Regions from separate parts of the Danio rerio genome. Here all the other regions are linked to region 4. Evidence: chromatin contacts called from public Hi-C, HiCAR-type and Micro-C data. All regions are on one chromosome and are shown on one strand. The core of a region is the stretch at or near the end of the contact, and the rest is flanking DNA. Distances in the headings are between cores, read along the strand shown. Region 1 holds the start of gjd4 (gap junction protein delta 4). Region 2 has its middle 13 kb from the start of ccny. Region 3 has its middle 81 kb from the start of ccny. Region 4 overlaps adarb2 (adenosine deaminase RNA specific B2 (inactive)). Region 5 has its middle 34 kb from the start of ccny.

The links. A called contact is a pair of places that touch in the nucleus more often than the background predicts. HiCAR-type assays count read pairs that join an accessible place to other places.
Region 1: a contact with region 4 is called in a Hi-C map of embryo, with 3 times the contacts expected there. The contact joins the promoter of gjd4 here to the enhancer-like site in region 4. A contact is called at or near these places in 4 of 18 Hi-C or Micro-C datasets (caudal fin, embryo, hematopoietic stem cells and 1 more) and 2 of 4 datasets of contacts at active chromatin or transcription factors (caudal fin and embryo).
Region 2: a contact with region 4 is called in a Micro-C map of caudal fin, with 8 times the contacts expected there. The contact joins two enhancer-like sites. A contact is called at or near these places in 8 of 18 Hi-C or Micro-C datasets (caudal fin, embryo, fibroblasts and 3 more) and 1 of 4 datasets of contacts at active chromatin or transcription factors (caudal fin).
Region 3: a HiCAR-type map of caudal fin shows a contact between it and region 4, with 5 times the contacts expected there. The contact joins two enhancer-like sites. A contact is called at or near these places in 1 of 18 Hi-C or Micro-C datasets (an unstated tissue) and 1 of 4 datasets of contacts at active chromatin or transcription factors (caudal fin).
Region 5: a HiCAR-type map of caudal fin shows a contact between it and region 4, with 7 times the contacts expected there. The contact joins two enhancer-like sites. A contact is called at or near these places in 2 of 18 Hi-C or Micro-C datasets (caudal fin and an unstated tissue) and 1 of 4 datasets of contacts at active chromatin or transcription factors (caudal fin).

Annotation. Positions count from the first base shown.
Region 1 is chr24:4,621,364-4,624,063 of GRCz12tu, forward strand. gjd4 (gap junction protein delta 4) reads left to right here and starts at 1,339. Exons shown (of 2, transcript XM_021470260.3): 1 at 1,339-1,661. The coding sequence starts at 1,598.
Region 2 is chr24:4,547,378-4,550,077 of GRCz12tu, forward strand. No RefSeq gene overlaps it. Among named protein-coding and RNA genes, the nearest start is that of ccny, 13 kb to the right of the region's middle. Within about 2 kb of position 1,379, at least 2 of the 62 cell types and tissues checked have an H3K27ac peak or open chromatin away from gene starts, as enhancers often do. A contact at or near this core is called in caudal fin, where this site is marked.
Region 3 is chr24:4,479,176-4,481,875 of GRCz12tu, forward strand. No RefSeq gene overlaps it. Among named protein-coding and RNA genes, the nearest start is that of ccny, 81 kb to the right of the region's middle. Within about 2 kb of position 1,301, at least 1 of the 62 cell types and tissues checked has an H3K27ac peak or open chromatin away from gene starts, as enhancers often do. A contact at or near this core is called in caudal fin, where this site is marked.
Region 4 is chr24:4,196,668-4,199,367 of GRCz12tu, forward strand. All of the region lies in intron 1 of adarb2 (adenosine deaminase RNA specific B2 (inactive)), which reads right to left. All of the region lies in intron 2 of LOC141380808 (a long non-coding RNA gene), which reads left to right. Among named protein-coding and RNA genes, the nearest start is that of pfkpa, 45 kb to the left of the region's middle. Within about 2 kb of position 1,369, at least 5 of the 62 cell types and tissues checked have an H3K27ac peak or open chromatin away from gene starts, as enhancers often do. A contact at or near this core is called in caudal fin, where this site is marked.
Region 5 is chr24:4,526,500-4,529,199 of GRCz12tu, forward strand. No RefSeq gene overlaps it. Among named protein-coding and RNA genes, the nearest start is that of ccny, 34 kb to the right of the region's middle. Within about 2 kb of position 1,397, at least 15 of the 62 cell types and tissues checked have an H3K27ac peak or open chromatin away from gene starts, as enhancers often do. A contact at or near this core is called in caudal fin, where this site is marked.

The DNA.
Region 1 (2,700 bases), core at 89-2,588, 420 kb after region 4:
AATAGGCCCCCTTTAAATGATCTAATGTTAACTATCAGAGCCTTATTGCTATATATAAATAGTCACATGCTTGTCAATCAATATTTCAGCATGTAGTAGGCTAGATTATGTGAAAGTATTAATGCTTAACTATTAAGTTAACCAATTAAGTCTCCAACCATTTGTCAGCTGTTATGAACACCACCGCAAATGCAATGTTAATATTCTTAAAAGACACTAATTATTCATATCGCCTACAATGTCCATATTGTGCATGCTCGTTGTCACGATATACAATATCGGAATATGACTAGTAGATATTTAAGTGCACAAAGCATTTACAGATTTATAAACACTACTTTCAACAGTGTCTGCAATGGGATTTTGATTAATAATAATTGCGCATTTCAAACTTTTCTTTTTTTAACCTAAATAAAATAGGAAAACTTTTTTTTTTTTAGTCCACTACAACTTCTGTCAATGCGCATTTATTAAAGGAGGTTATCCAATGAGTGTTCACTACAAAACAGTTGCTGTATTATAATTGTGATCCCATAAATCTCCATTCATTATAACCCAAGTCCTTCAAATCCTCCGTCCAGATGTCTCTCATTCAGAGGTCATTTAGAGTGAGCTAAAAGCTTCTAGATTCCAGCGTGATCTTCTCTGATCCCTGTAGCTCTCAGTCATGTCAAACACCTCAAGGACAGAGCTAAAGAGGGGATTCTTTTTAATAAAGTAATAAAAGTAGATCAACCTAGCTAACAAAAGCCAAGCTAAAGAGATCTTATACAAAGTTGTATAATGAGGGTTTTTTCCACTTAAAAAAAATTCTTTTTTCAGGTTTTGTCCTGTTTCCAGTACAAAGTATCTAAAAACTCTTAAATCAAGAAGCATTTTCCAGACAAATAAAAATGATTGTCTAATTTTTGGCATTTAATAAGTCAAAACTGTGAATATAGTCAAGTAATATAATATTAAATATTAATAAAATACTCCGGAAGTCAAAGTTTTACTAAATATCATCTTGTTTTTAATAGAAAAGAGAAACTAAAATAGGTTTGAAACGATAAATAAGTAAATGATAACATAATTTGATTTTGTTTGTGTTAACTATTAGTTTAGTAGGTCAAATAAAAGCAAATCAACATTCAAAGTCCTCCAAGACCTCAGGAGTGCCCTCAATTATACTTGTGAGTTTAATATGGGTTATTTGATGCCTGATACTAATAGCTATTCTCCTGTAAGGACAAACAGAGCCCAAATATCACAGCAAGGCCTGCGTGCCGACATGCCTTTGGTGGGTAAGAATAGCCCTACAATGGAGCTCACATCTCTCGTCTTCTGTTGTCTGAGAACAGTTGTTGTCAGGACAGAGTAAGAGGTAAGATGGAAAACCAAGTTGGTGGTTACATGCGAGTCTTGCCTTTGCGGAATTGACCCAACCTGGTATATATATAGTACCCAAGTAGGATTATGTGTGCTTGTAAATGGGTTTTATTTGTAATGCTTGTTTAGAATGATTTTAATAGAGCATAGACTGTTATTCTTATGTGGAATTAAGAATTGACTGGCGACATTACCTTTGCTGGAGCCTCAGGAGGCCTAAACTGCTGAAATGGCCAAACAAGCTACATCAGAAGTTATCTTCATAACGCTGAACCACAACATCACCCTCACAGGTATGTGTATGCTTTTAGTATTATTTTTAAAAAGCATTTATACAGTAACTCATGGCTGAGGCCAGACAGAATCTGCGGACAGTTTTTGCTATTTTTGTAAAGAATTTTGTAAATAATCTGCAGATTTATGCGTAATTATTTTGGGAGTATCGTAACTAAAACTTTAATATATGAAATAAACAAATTATACCTTTTTAACCTTAATGTTTTCAATGCAAATCCAATTAGATCTACTTATTTGGTAAACAAAGCACATCTCTCATATAATATATCTACTGAAAGACAGAAAATATTACTTTACAAACTGTATTCTGAATAAATCATATGAACACTTTCATATTAGTCATTAATGTTAGTGAAATTAATTTAAAAACTGAATAAAGATAAATGTACACAGATTTACACAAGTAAATAAATAGACTTAATGATAGGCTAGATTTCTGTGGAAATCTGCGGATTTCTGCATGAACAGATTCCGTATGAGCCTACTCATGGCCATTTAAAGAGATTATTCTATGCAATGGGGGAAAAAAAGTTGATTTATTTTAAAGTAATTTTTTTATGCATTTACAAATTTACAAATATATATATATATATAAATATATTTATATAATTATATGTATATTATACTGAAATTACAAGTGTTCAGACTCATGCTGTTCAACATTGTTGGATGTTGCTAGTAAGTGTAATAAACTGCTGGGCCAATTACTTTAATAATTAAAAACACATTTACAGTTAGTTAGTTAGTTAGTTAATGAGTTAGTTGGTTAGTTAGTTAGTTAGTTAGTTAGTTAGTTAGTTAGTTAGTTAGTTAGTTAGTTAGTTAGTTAGTTAGTTAGTTAGTTAGTTAGAGTTAGTAGAGTTGTTACAAAGTTTTGACAGCTAATGTATAATTCAACTTTAATTACAGAATGATAATTGGTTTTCTTGTATTAAAAAATAATTGTGATGGAAAAGCTGACTTTCTACAAAAAAAAGATAATAATTGTGACGAAATAGTTAACTTTTTACAAAGTGATGAAAACCTCTTAAAGGA
Region 2 (2,700 bases), core at 129-2,628, 350 kb after region 4:
ACAAAATACACCACAGCAAGACAAACTGGCCATTAATCATCCTAATTTAATAAATCCCAGAATAATGATGAGACATTCATGGAGAATGTTAATTTGTAGAGTTGAAAATATCATCTGAATTCAAAATAAAAGCAATATTCAGACATGCAAAATAGTACTTACACAGTATATACTCTTTTATACACATTCAGAAACTCTAGACCACGGATAATTTGTGGAGTGTTATTTAATTTAAATATATAATAATAATAGTACTATTATCTGACTATTATAGTTACTGCTATGACGGCATTTAGTGGCATTTAAAAAATGTATAAAGAAATAAAGATTAAAGTGGTAATATTTCAAAAATAAAGTCAAAATGTTACGAGAATTAAGTCACTTATTAGATCGTTATAGATGGCCATGCAGGTTCGATTCCGGTACCAGCAGGGATTGTTGGTGGAAATATCCACCTCAATACCACAGCTGAGCTGGTTTACCAGCAAACTTCAATCTGCTCCCTGTGTGATATACGAGATATATGAGATTAAAGTCATAATATTTCGAGAATATATTCAAAATCTAAGAATAAAGTCACAGTTAAACACGATTAAAGTCGTAATGTTTTAAAAATAAAGCCAAAATGTTACGAGAATATAGTCAGAGTTATAAGAGATTAAACTTGTAATATTCTGAGAATAAAGTTGAAATATTACTAGAGTAAACTTGGGGTTATACAAGATTAAAGTCATAAAATTTCGAGAATGATGTAAAAATATTCAATATTCAAAAGAATCAAGTTAAAATTTTGAAAATAAAATCTAAATGTTACGAATAAAGTTGAAATGTCACGAGAGAGAAGTTAGAGTTACATGACATTAAAGTTATAATATTTTGAGAATAAAGCAGAATTATTGCGAGAATAAAGCCTTAGTTATATGAGAATAAAGTCGTAATATTTCAAGAACAAAGTGTAAATATTATGAGTATTAAGTAGTAGTTATACAAGATTGAAGTCAAAATATTTCAAGAATAAAGTCAGAGATTTCCAGAATAAATTTTAAATTCTAAAGTCTAAATGTTACTAATATAGAGGTAAACAGTCTTCGCAATTGCTCCATTATGTTTATTTTGCACACACAATTCAGCCATATGTACCAGTAAGCAGACACTTCTTGGCTCTCAAAAATGAGAGCCCTGGGCACATTTTCCCAATGACCCTGTGTTGCATAAAAAAACTTGTCTGTCTTTTAGATGAGAACTGGAATAAAGGTTTTTCTTTTTACACGTAGCTAAAAAAAACACAGACAGTCATTCTACAGGAAACCACAACATATAAAGACATTTGGCATCTATCTACAGCTTCACACCTCCGCAAATCCTCATTACATCACTGTTAAAGAGAAACACCTTCACATGAGCGGCAGGAAACTGAATAATTTTACACATCGCTGCAGGGAGTCTGAGAGCTGATTCCCGGAGACTTTTACTTCAGAAATACAACTGTAATCCATTCAGTCATGCGACTCAAAGCAAAGAAGAATCTAAATGTTATCTCCTTTATTCCTGCAGACAGCAATCAGGACTAAAAAGACTTAATATGCGTCTTCTTCATATGAGTTTTAAAAATAAATAAATAAAAAATACAAGAGGTAAACAATATCTCAAAGTGCACCCAGATTTGCCAAGACTCCACATTCTGATCTATTTTTCATTTCATACATACGCTACTGTTCAAAAGTTACTTTTACAAATTAAATTATTTGTTTTTAGCTAAGATGCATTAAACTGATTAAAAGCGACAGGGTTTCTGTTCGGAATAAATGCTGTACTTTTGATCTTTCTATCTGAATCCTAAAAATGTATGGCTTGTAGGAAGCATAGAAGTTGACCAGGTGATTGTTTTTAGAGCTGATAATTAGTCTAAGAAAATGTGTATAAAATATATTAAGAACATTTGTGTTTTTGTTTATATTATTGATAACAGTAACTTTGACCCTGTAGGCACCTTTCTTATTTTACCATTCATGATGATTTCTTAAATTATATTTATTCACCTGGATTGCTACCCAATCCACCTGTAATTGGACTGTGGGGGAAACCAGAGCACCCGGAGGAAACCCAGCGAACGCAGGGAGAACATGCAAACTCCACACAGAAACGCCAACTGACCCAGCCGAGGCTCAAACCAGCAACCCAGTGACCTTCTTGCTGTAAGGCGACAGCACTACCTACTGCCACTATTAATAATGATTTCTTAAATTATATTTATTGTATATATTCAATTATATATATTATGTTTCTATGTTTTTCATTACGATATATTATAATGATCAATAAGAATAACTGAGAACTAATTTAGCACATACAGTAAGAATGATTTAGGAAGCATCATGTGACTCTGAATTTCTGATAGTAAAATTGGAAAAAGTCACACCAATGCAACTGCATTTTAAAATCTATTAAAATATGAAAGAGTTACTTTAAATTGTAATTTATTTTCACAGTGTGACTGTTTTACTGTGTTTTGACCAAATAAACTTGGCCTTGGTGAATAAAAATATGCTTATTAAAATAATAAATGTCGCCTCACAGCAAGGAGGTCACTGGTTCGAGTCCCGGATGGGTCAATTGGTCAATTTCTGTGTGGAGTTTGCATGTTCTCCCGGTGTTGGCGTGGGTTTCCCCAGGCCCAGGGTGTTCCAGTTTCCCCAACAA
Region 3 (2,700 bases), core at 51-2,550, 280 kb after region 4:
TTTAAATTATTATGAGATTGGGCCCTTTTCAAAAGAGGGCGGAGCTACACAACAATCGAATGCGATTTATCGTTCAGCCCTACTATGAGACAGTAATCCGCTTCTGTTCTCATGTTTGCATAGTTTAAATGCAATGTACTGTAGTATCACATTTGTTGTAAACTCAGCATAAAAGGCTTTTATCGCCCCCTGTTGGTTTAGCGTGCCCATAACATGCATCACAGTGCGTTTTGTGTTTTAATCTGGACAGATTATTTATTTATTTATTTTTTATAAATTATATGAAAATCACCCGCTTTAAATGTTATTACTCAATTGAATGGGCGTTATCAGTGGTTATCAGCTGATAGATATGGGCCAGAAGGGGCCTTCTGCACCTACTGGTAGGCTCAGAAGGCTGTAATCATCCATCCACATGGTTAATAGCTACACTAATAGAGAAAACTCCAGATCCAGATCTGTGTTTACATTACTGACAGTTGGGTTTAGGGTTGAATAGAGGTTAATAAAATACAAATGATGTTAAATTTAATAAATAATATAAATAATTCTTGTTACTTCCGGCCGCAGCTGTATGTGATCTATAGCTGATTGACCATATGGATGTAAGATAACAGCCCTCTGAGCCTACCAGTAGGTTTCTAACAGCTGATGACTACCCATTCAATTGAATGACTACATTTGAATCGCTAATAAAATTACCCATGTACATAAATGTGGACACGTCCTAAATCTCTTGATCAAACTCTCTCCCTCTCTCTCAGCAGATGTATTCTTAACACTTCAAAATCACACAGCCTTCGAGAGTTTAGAGCTAAAAAACACACACACAGCCTTTCCCACTCTCTGTTAAGAGCTCAAGTCAGATATGAGCTTTAAATGCATGCGTGCTCAACCAGTCAGAACACCATTTGTTTAATTTTCTCTGACTTCGTGGCGATATTGGCAGAAAAGCCCTGAGGTTATTTTGCCCTCCTCTTTTCACAGGTGGAGATGCAATTATAGATGCTCTTTTTATATGTCGAGATTGCAGTGCGCATGTGTGAGTGTGTGCTTGTTTTGCATGTGTGTATGCAGAACCTGCATGACTGCGGTACAGGGCTGGATTATGTTCAGGGTGGGCATTTGCTCCCTCTTTCTCGCTCATGAATGACATTTCCGATGTTTCCCTCAAGGTGAGTTTTCCCTGCTGCACCTGTAACCTTTCTAACCTGTGTTTCTTCAGCTCTTGGCCAAAGGGGGAGTGTGAAGTTTGAGAGAGAAAAAAAAGCCCGGTCTGACAGATATGACAGTAAACACTTTTTTTTTGGCTCTCCTTGGCCCTTACACACACTATATGTTTGTGGGGGCGTGTGTGGGCTTGCTGATGGAATGGCATGAATCTTTTTGCCTTTATTTTGCCATAGCTGTACTAACGTCTTTTTGTTAAATTCTGTTACAAAATTGTTGATCTTGAATGAAAGAAGCAAAGCAGAAGTCAACCTGAAATGGCATTTGCAACCCATTCGGCTGCTGTAATGTGACATATTTCTGTGCAAAACAGACATTCAGGAAGAAAAAGCAAACATTATATGTCAGACTATTAAGGCCAGAAATGCATATTTTGGACATAGCGATAGTAGTTTTTAAATTCTTGTTGACTTTAACACAACAGGAGCAAAATTTGTATCACTTACAATAGTGAACTTTACAGAAATACTCTATTTTCTTTGGAAATAGTTTATTATTTCAAGTACCCTATACAAAAGGTTTAGGTTTATTTATTTATATAGCACCTTTCCCAGACACAAAGAACTTTCAGAGTCACAAAGTGCTTTACAATAAGAGAAATCAAGTAAAAGAGGTGTCTTTAAATGCTTTTTAAAAAGTTCAACTGATCCCAGAGTTTTCAGTGCTAGCGGGAGAGAAATAAATAAAACAGAGTTACCATATTTTTAACCCATTCAATCAATCTCTGGTTATGGCAGGAGCACTTTTAGCTTAGCTAAGCATGGATCATTGAAACAATAAGTGGTTTTTAACTGTTTTAATTGTTTTATTTTTAATGCTATTTCTATTCTCAAGTTCAGGTTGCTTTATTGGCATGGAATGTTGTACTGTTTTAGATATGTTTAACCCTTTAACTACTCCACCAAGAGAAATAAATTTGGATTGCATTTCTTAACATGCATTTCTGCATTTCTTCTTCAGCTAGTTAACAGCACTGAGTAATATCATTATGCCTGTTGCAGGTATGGTACAGTACTGAAGTACCATGAATATTACGCTTAAATATGTGAGTGTTTCTTTAAAGAAGTTTCTGCAGATTCAGTTGAGTCACTTACTGTATGATCAGTGCTGGAAATTGGCAAGATTCAATGGAGAAAAGCCTAGATTTGAAGTTTCTTTGTTTATTTATTGAGAACTTGTAAAAGTGGCAGCTTAATTAGTATGTCTCAATATAACTGCTGACAAACAGTTCAATTAGTTTTGGGACCAAACTGTAACAGTATATCGGTTTCTGGCAAAACACTTCTGCAGCACCAGTTTCACAGTGTTAACACTTGGCAGGTTTGGTTTGATTAAAAAGAACCCTGGTGTGAATGCTCTGTTTGTGGGGTTCATTTGAATACAGTATGTGTGAACACTGCTTATCCAAACATTAGTTCAAATCAAACAATTGAAAAGTTTGCAAAGCCCCCCTTCACTAACTTCACATCC
Region 4 (2,700 bases), core at 119-2,618:
TGTTTACTTATTTCACCTTAAAGGCAATGAAAATAGCATATTATTTGCCATAACTTGGACTTTTTTTGCATCTAAACTCTTCAAAAGTGTCGAAGTTAACCAAAATGACTCCTTTTTATCAAGCTTCCATGCTTAAATTCAGTTATTACAATTTAAATGCAATGAAAATAGCATATTATTTGCCATAACTTAGAGGTTTTTACATCTGAACTCTTCAAATGTGCCAAAGTTCACCAAATGATTATTATTGTTTTAGGGGCCTATGTTTATGTTCAGTTCTTTTACTTTAAATGCAATGAAAATAGCATACTATTTGCCATAACTTAAAGTTTTTGCCATCTGAAGCCTTCAAATATGTCAAAGTTTACCAAAATGACAATTTTTCTCAGGCTCCTAGGTTTATGTTTACCTATTTCACCTTAAAGGCAATGAAAATAGCATATTATTTGCCATAACTTGGAGTTTTTTTTTGCTTCTGGACTCTTTAAAAGTGTCCAAGTTAACCAAAATGACTCCTTTTTATCAAGCTTCTATGTTTAAATTCAGTTATTACATTTTAAATGCAATTAAAACAGCATTTTTCTAACTTAACTTAAAGGCTTTTGCAATTTTAGTCTTCAAATGAGCCAAATATTACCAAAATGACAATTTTATTCAGACTACCATGTTCATGTTCAGTTATTTCACTTTAAATGCAAAGGAAATAGCATATTATTAGCCATAAATTAGAGGTTTTTGCAATTGTACTCTTCAAATGTGTCAACGTTTACCAAAATGACAATTTTTATCAGACTCCTATGTTTAAATTGAGTTATTTAGTTTTAAATGCAATTAAAATAGCATTTAATTTGCCACAACTTTAAGGTTTTTGCAATTGTACTCCTCAAATGTGCCAAAGTTCACCAAAATGATCATTTATTTCAGGCTCCCATGTTTATGTTCGGTTATTTCACTGCAAAGGCAATGAAAATAGCATATCATTTGCTTTAACTTGGATGTTTTTGCATCTGAACTCTTCAAAGTTCAACAAAATGATGATACTGTTTAAGAGTCCCATGTTTATATTCAGTTAATGCATTGTAAAGGCAAAGAAAATAGCATATTACTTGCCATAACTTAAAGGTTTTTGCATTTGAGCTTTTCAAATGTGCCAAAGTTCACTAAAATGACGATTTTTATCAGGCCCCCATGTTTATTTTCCATGATTTCACTTTAAAGGCAATAAAAACAGCATATCATTTGCTATATCTCAGAGGTTTTTGCATCTGATCTCTTCAAATGTGTCAAAGTTCAACAAACACAACCAGCGCCCGCATACAGAACAAACTAATCATGAGGTAATGCATCACAACGGCCAAATTACATCATTTCTTGACTCACTTCATTCCTTCAGTGAGAACGAACGTATTCCCGAGTCCAGGCCACACGCGCTCTCGCTTACACATACAAAAAATTAGCAAATCCAATTATTTAAGTTGATTTAAGTATGCAAAGCGAGGCCTGCGGGGTCATATGCACATAGGTAATCAATAGTAATTACCATTTCATTTCTCCCTTGTTATTTCCCTCAGTCTTAAATCAGAATCTGATCTCATCGAGGCCCCTTTTGAGTGTGCGTTTCAGGCCCAGATGAGCCAGATTGGCCGACTTTAACTTCATTTCATACATCACTCCGCTTAAACACAGCGCTCCAATTAAAACGGCGGGCCCGGATCGTTCTAATGCCCCGCAAAATAGACCATTTCCATTAAAGGAGGTCCCAGAATGCTTCGTGCTGCAGATTTCCGCCTTTGATTCCACACTTGTATGGATTTCTGGAGAAAGATGTATGATCCCGAATGATATTCCTGTGCGGTAAATATAGTGAACGCCCCATAGTGGTAAAAATAGATTACTTTGAAAGCTACTGCGATAACAATGGTAATGAGAGACAATAAATCTCGCTGTGTAATATTAGAAAAGCAATATTTCTCTTTCAGATAAATCATGTGTGTATGTGTGTGTGTGTGTGACGTGTGGAGGATGAATATTTATGAATGAATAAATCCATGAAGGAATAAACTGGCGTAATGTTCCAGCTTTTGCAGCTCGATAAGACGCGAATGATGAATGTGGGACTTTTTTTTGATGCTTTCTCGCAGGCAGATTGAACAAATTCTGCGCTCTACTGTACGCTGTACAGTATCTGACGCCGAGGGTTTCATTGATTAAAGGCCGTATGCTTCGCTGCTTTCTCATCTGTTATTGGAGATGGTATCAAGAGCCTGATTACTGATCTGCTCTTCAGCACTCGCTTTTAAACAGAGAAGAAAAAGAGCAATGCTTTTCATATTAGTCAACTGTGCTTGGTTTTAAAATTTTCTTCTCTCTCACTCACTCTCTCTCTCTCTCTCTCTCTCTGTCTGTGAGTCAATAGTTCAGATTTTTACATGTCATGGTAACGTTTTTACAGTGAAAAATTATCATTGCAATGTTTAACCATAAGTCGCCATAACATTTATTATTTATTTTAGGGCCTGTGTCTGTGTGAGCACTTTTTAAAGTCAGTTCAAAGTATTCTGGCATGAGGAATTACGCTTTTAACTTTAAGAAAGATTAATTATATTCATGTAAATATGCAATGAAAACTATTTTGCATTTGATTATTATTGTTTATCCAGAAAATCATAAAGCACGTACAAAAAATTGTTGCTTTACTGT
Region 5 (2,700 bases), core at 147-2,646, 330 kb after region 4:
CAAATAAGGCCAGGCTGCTCTGCTCTTTAAAACACTGTTGACACCGCAATTATTTTGCTGCTTTACTCTGTGACCCTTTTAAGACAACAGAGGTCTGATCGATAGAAGTCAAGGTGCTGAAATCATAATCTGGGGATATTTTAGCAGATGTGTTCAGGGGGGAGATATCATGGTCGGCAGCTTGGCAACATTAACATTTATGAGGAAGCAGATAAAGAAGTTAAACAGCAAAAGGAGTTTGCCTTTAATTAGTAGAGTAAATGCTTTTTACTCTATTTTTCCATCCATCCATTTATCCATCCATCTGTTAAAACAATAATTCATCCAACCATCCTTCCATACATCCATTCGTCCGTCCATCTGTCTATTTGCTCATCCATCTGCTCATCCGTCCATCCATCCATCCATCCCTCCATCCATCCATCCATCCATCCATCCATCCATCCATCCATCCATCCATCCATCCATCCATCCATCCATCTATCCATCTATCCATCTATCTGTTAATCCAGTAATTCATCCAACCATCCATCCATACATCTGTCTATTTGCTTATCCATCTGCTCATCCGTCTATCCATCCATCCATCCTTCCTTCCTTCCCTCCCTCCCTCTCCCTCGCTCCCTCCCTTCTTTCTTTTTCTTTCTTTTTTTCTTTCTTTCTTTCTTTCTTTCTTTCTTTCTTTCTTTCTTTCTTTCTTTCTTTCTTTCTTTCTTTCTTTCTTTCTTTCTTTCTTCCTTCCTTCCTTCCTTCCTTCCTTCCTTCCTTCCTTCCTTCCTTCCTTCCTTCCTTCCTCTTTTTTTATTAGTCTATCTATCTATCTATCTATCTATCTATCTATCTATCTATCTATCTATCTATCTATCTATCTATCTATCTATCTATCTATCTATCTATCTATCTATCTATCTATCTATCTATCTATCTATCTATCTATCTATCTATCTATCTATCTATCTATCTATCTATCCTTTCCTTTTTCTGTCTGTCTGTCTTTTATATTTGCCTAATATGAACAGGACAATAATAATGATCTTGTTTTTAGGTTTGTGAAGATGTAATTAGCATGCAGTCTTGTTATATAAGTGTTGCAGTCTAATAAATCATATCCAGATGTTCACCCAGTAATGCTAACCGTCCATTTTCAGTCCAGACGTTAGCTTAGCTAATGTCACCCAACGAATCCATTACAGTAAGGGAACAAAACTGCTAATGCCATTTTTTAAAAACATAACCTAAATAGACTTTAAAAGGGCAGGGAAACAAATACAAATGGACAGTGTCAGCTGTTGGATATTTAGAGATATGCATTTCCATTGTTCTAACGCACAACAAAAAAGGTCATCTGAGGATACAAGTGAATGAGGAAACATGAAGCGATGTTTACGTCACGCTAGCGCCGCTCTTTCCTCTAATGTTTTCACTCAGAGAGAACAACTCAAACTTCACCGCTATTATGTCATTGTGTACTTAACCGCTTTTTCAAACAACAATCCCCAAACCCAGAGCAAAACACCAAAACACTCATTCCAGTTGCCAAGAAGTTACAGTTTATAGAACTACACTACTATTTCAGAGACTAATGAAACTAGGTTTTAGGGAAGCTGATCTTCAATTGCGCAACTTGCAAAACTCACTTTTTATTTTTATTTCTGTAGAAAACAACATTTTCCTTCACTGTACACTCGAAAAAAAAATTAAGCTTGTAGAAATTACTTATTTAAAATGAGCTGAAAATTAGATTATTTAGATTTTTTCGGCAGATTTTAACAGTGTTGGGCAAGCTACATAAAACTTAAAATGTAGCTTAACTAAGCTAAAAGCTACTTGGCAAAAGTAGCATCGCTATATCCAAGCTATTTTTGCAATTTTCATTTTTGAAACGAAGCAACGTCAATCCAAGGCAATCATATCTTAGTGATCAATAAAACTGTCAATGAAACATATGAGGCATAAGTGTTCAGTTCAGTTATTTACTGCAAATAATATTGTACTAAACAGAAACAAATTACAATATATATATAAAAGCATGAACTAAAAAATCCTATAAAACCAGGTGTTACACATGTAAATACTGTAGTAATTTATAGTAAAGGGAAATATTTAGAAATAAGAGTTATAATGTATATATATTTGCAACTCTTTATTAATAAATTACACTACATAAAGTCTCCGTTTTTTCAGCACAGCTCTGCCAGTGAGAGTGATTGAGATCAAGTGCAGGGGAAGGGGGCGGGGCATGTCAGATAGACAGCATTTGAGTGGTCAGACGAGAAACTAAAGTGTGATGTGAGATGAAAAAAATCTTGATGCATTTAGGCGGAAGCAACAAACCGCAAGCTTTGGGTGCTTATTTCAGTTTCATATTTTCCAAACATGAATTTTGTCCCTGATTTGGAGCACACTAGCTTATAGATATCCTTAAAACAAACTGAAACTAACATCTAAAAAACTTTATTTTAATTTCACGGGACCTTTAACAGCTCAAACAGCACAGCAGAAGTCAGGATCTTCAGCAGTCTTCACACCTCTGTTTGCGCCTCATTATCATGTGCGTGCTATATAACACAGTTAGTTATATATGGCTTCAGAGCTTCATCTAAATAGACACTTTTGGCCATGCACACTCAAATAACGTTTAAAAATATTTCACACGCATTCATTCATTTGATGGGTCAACAAATAATGTTCAACAGTATT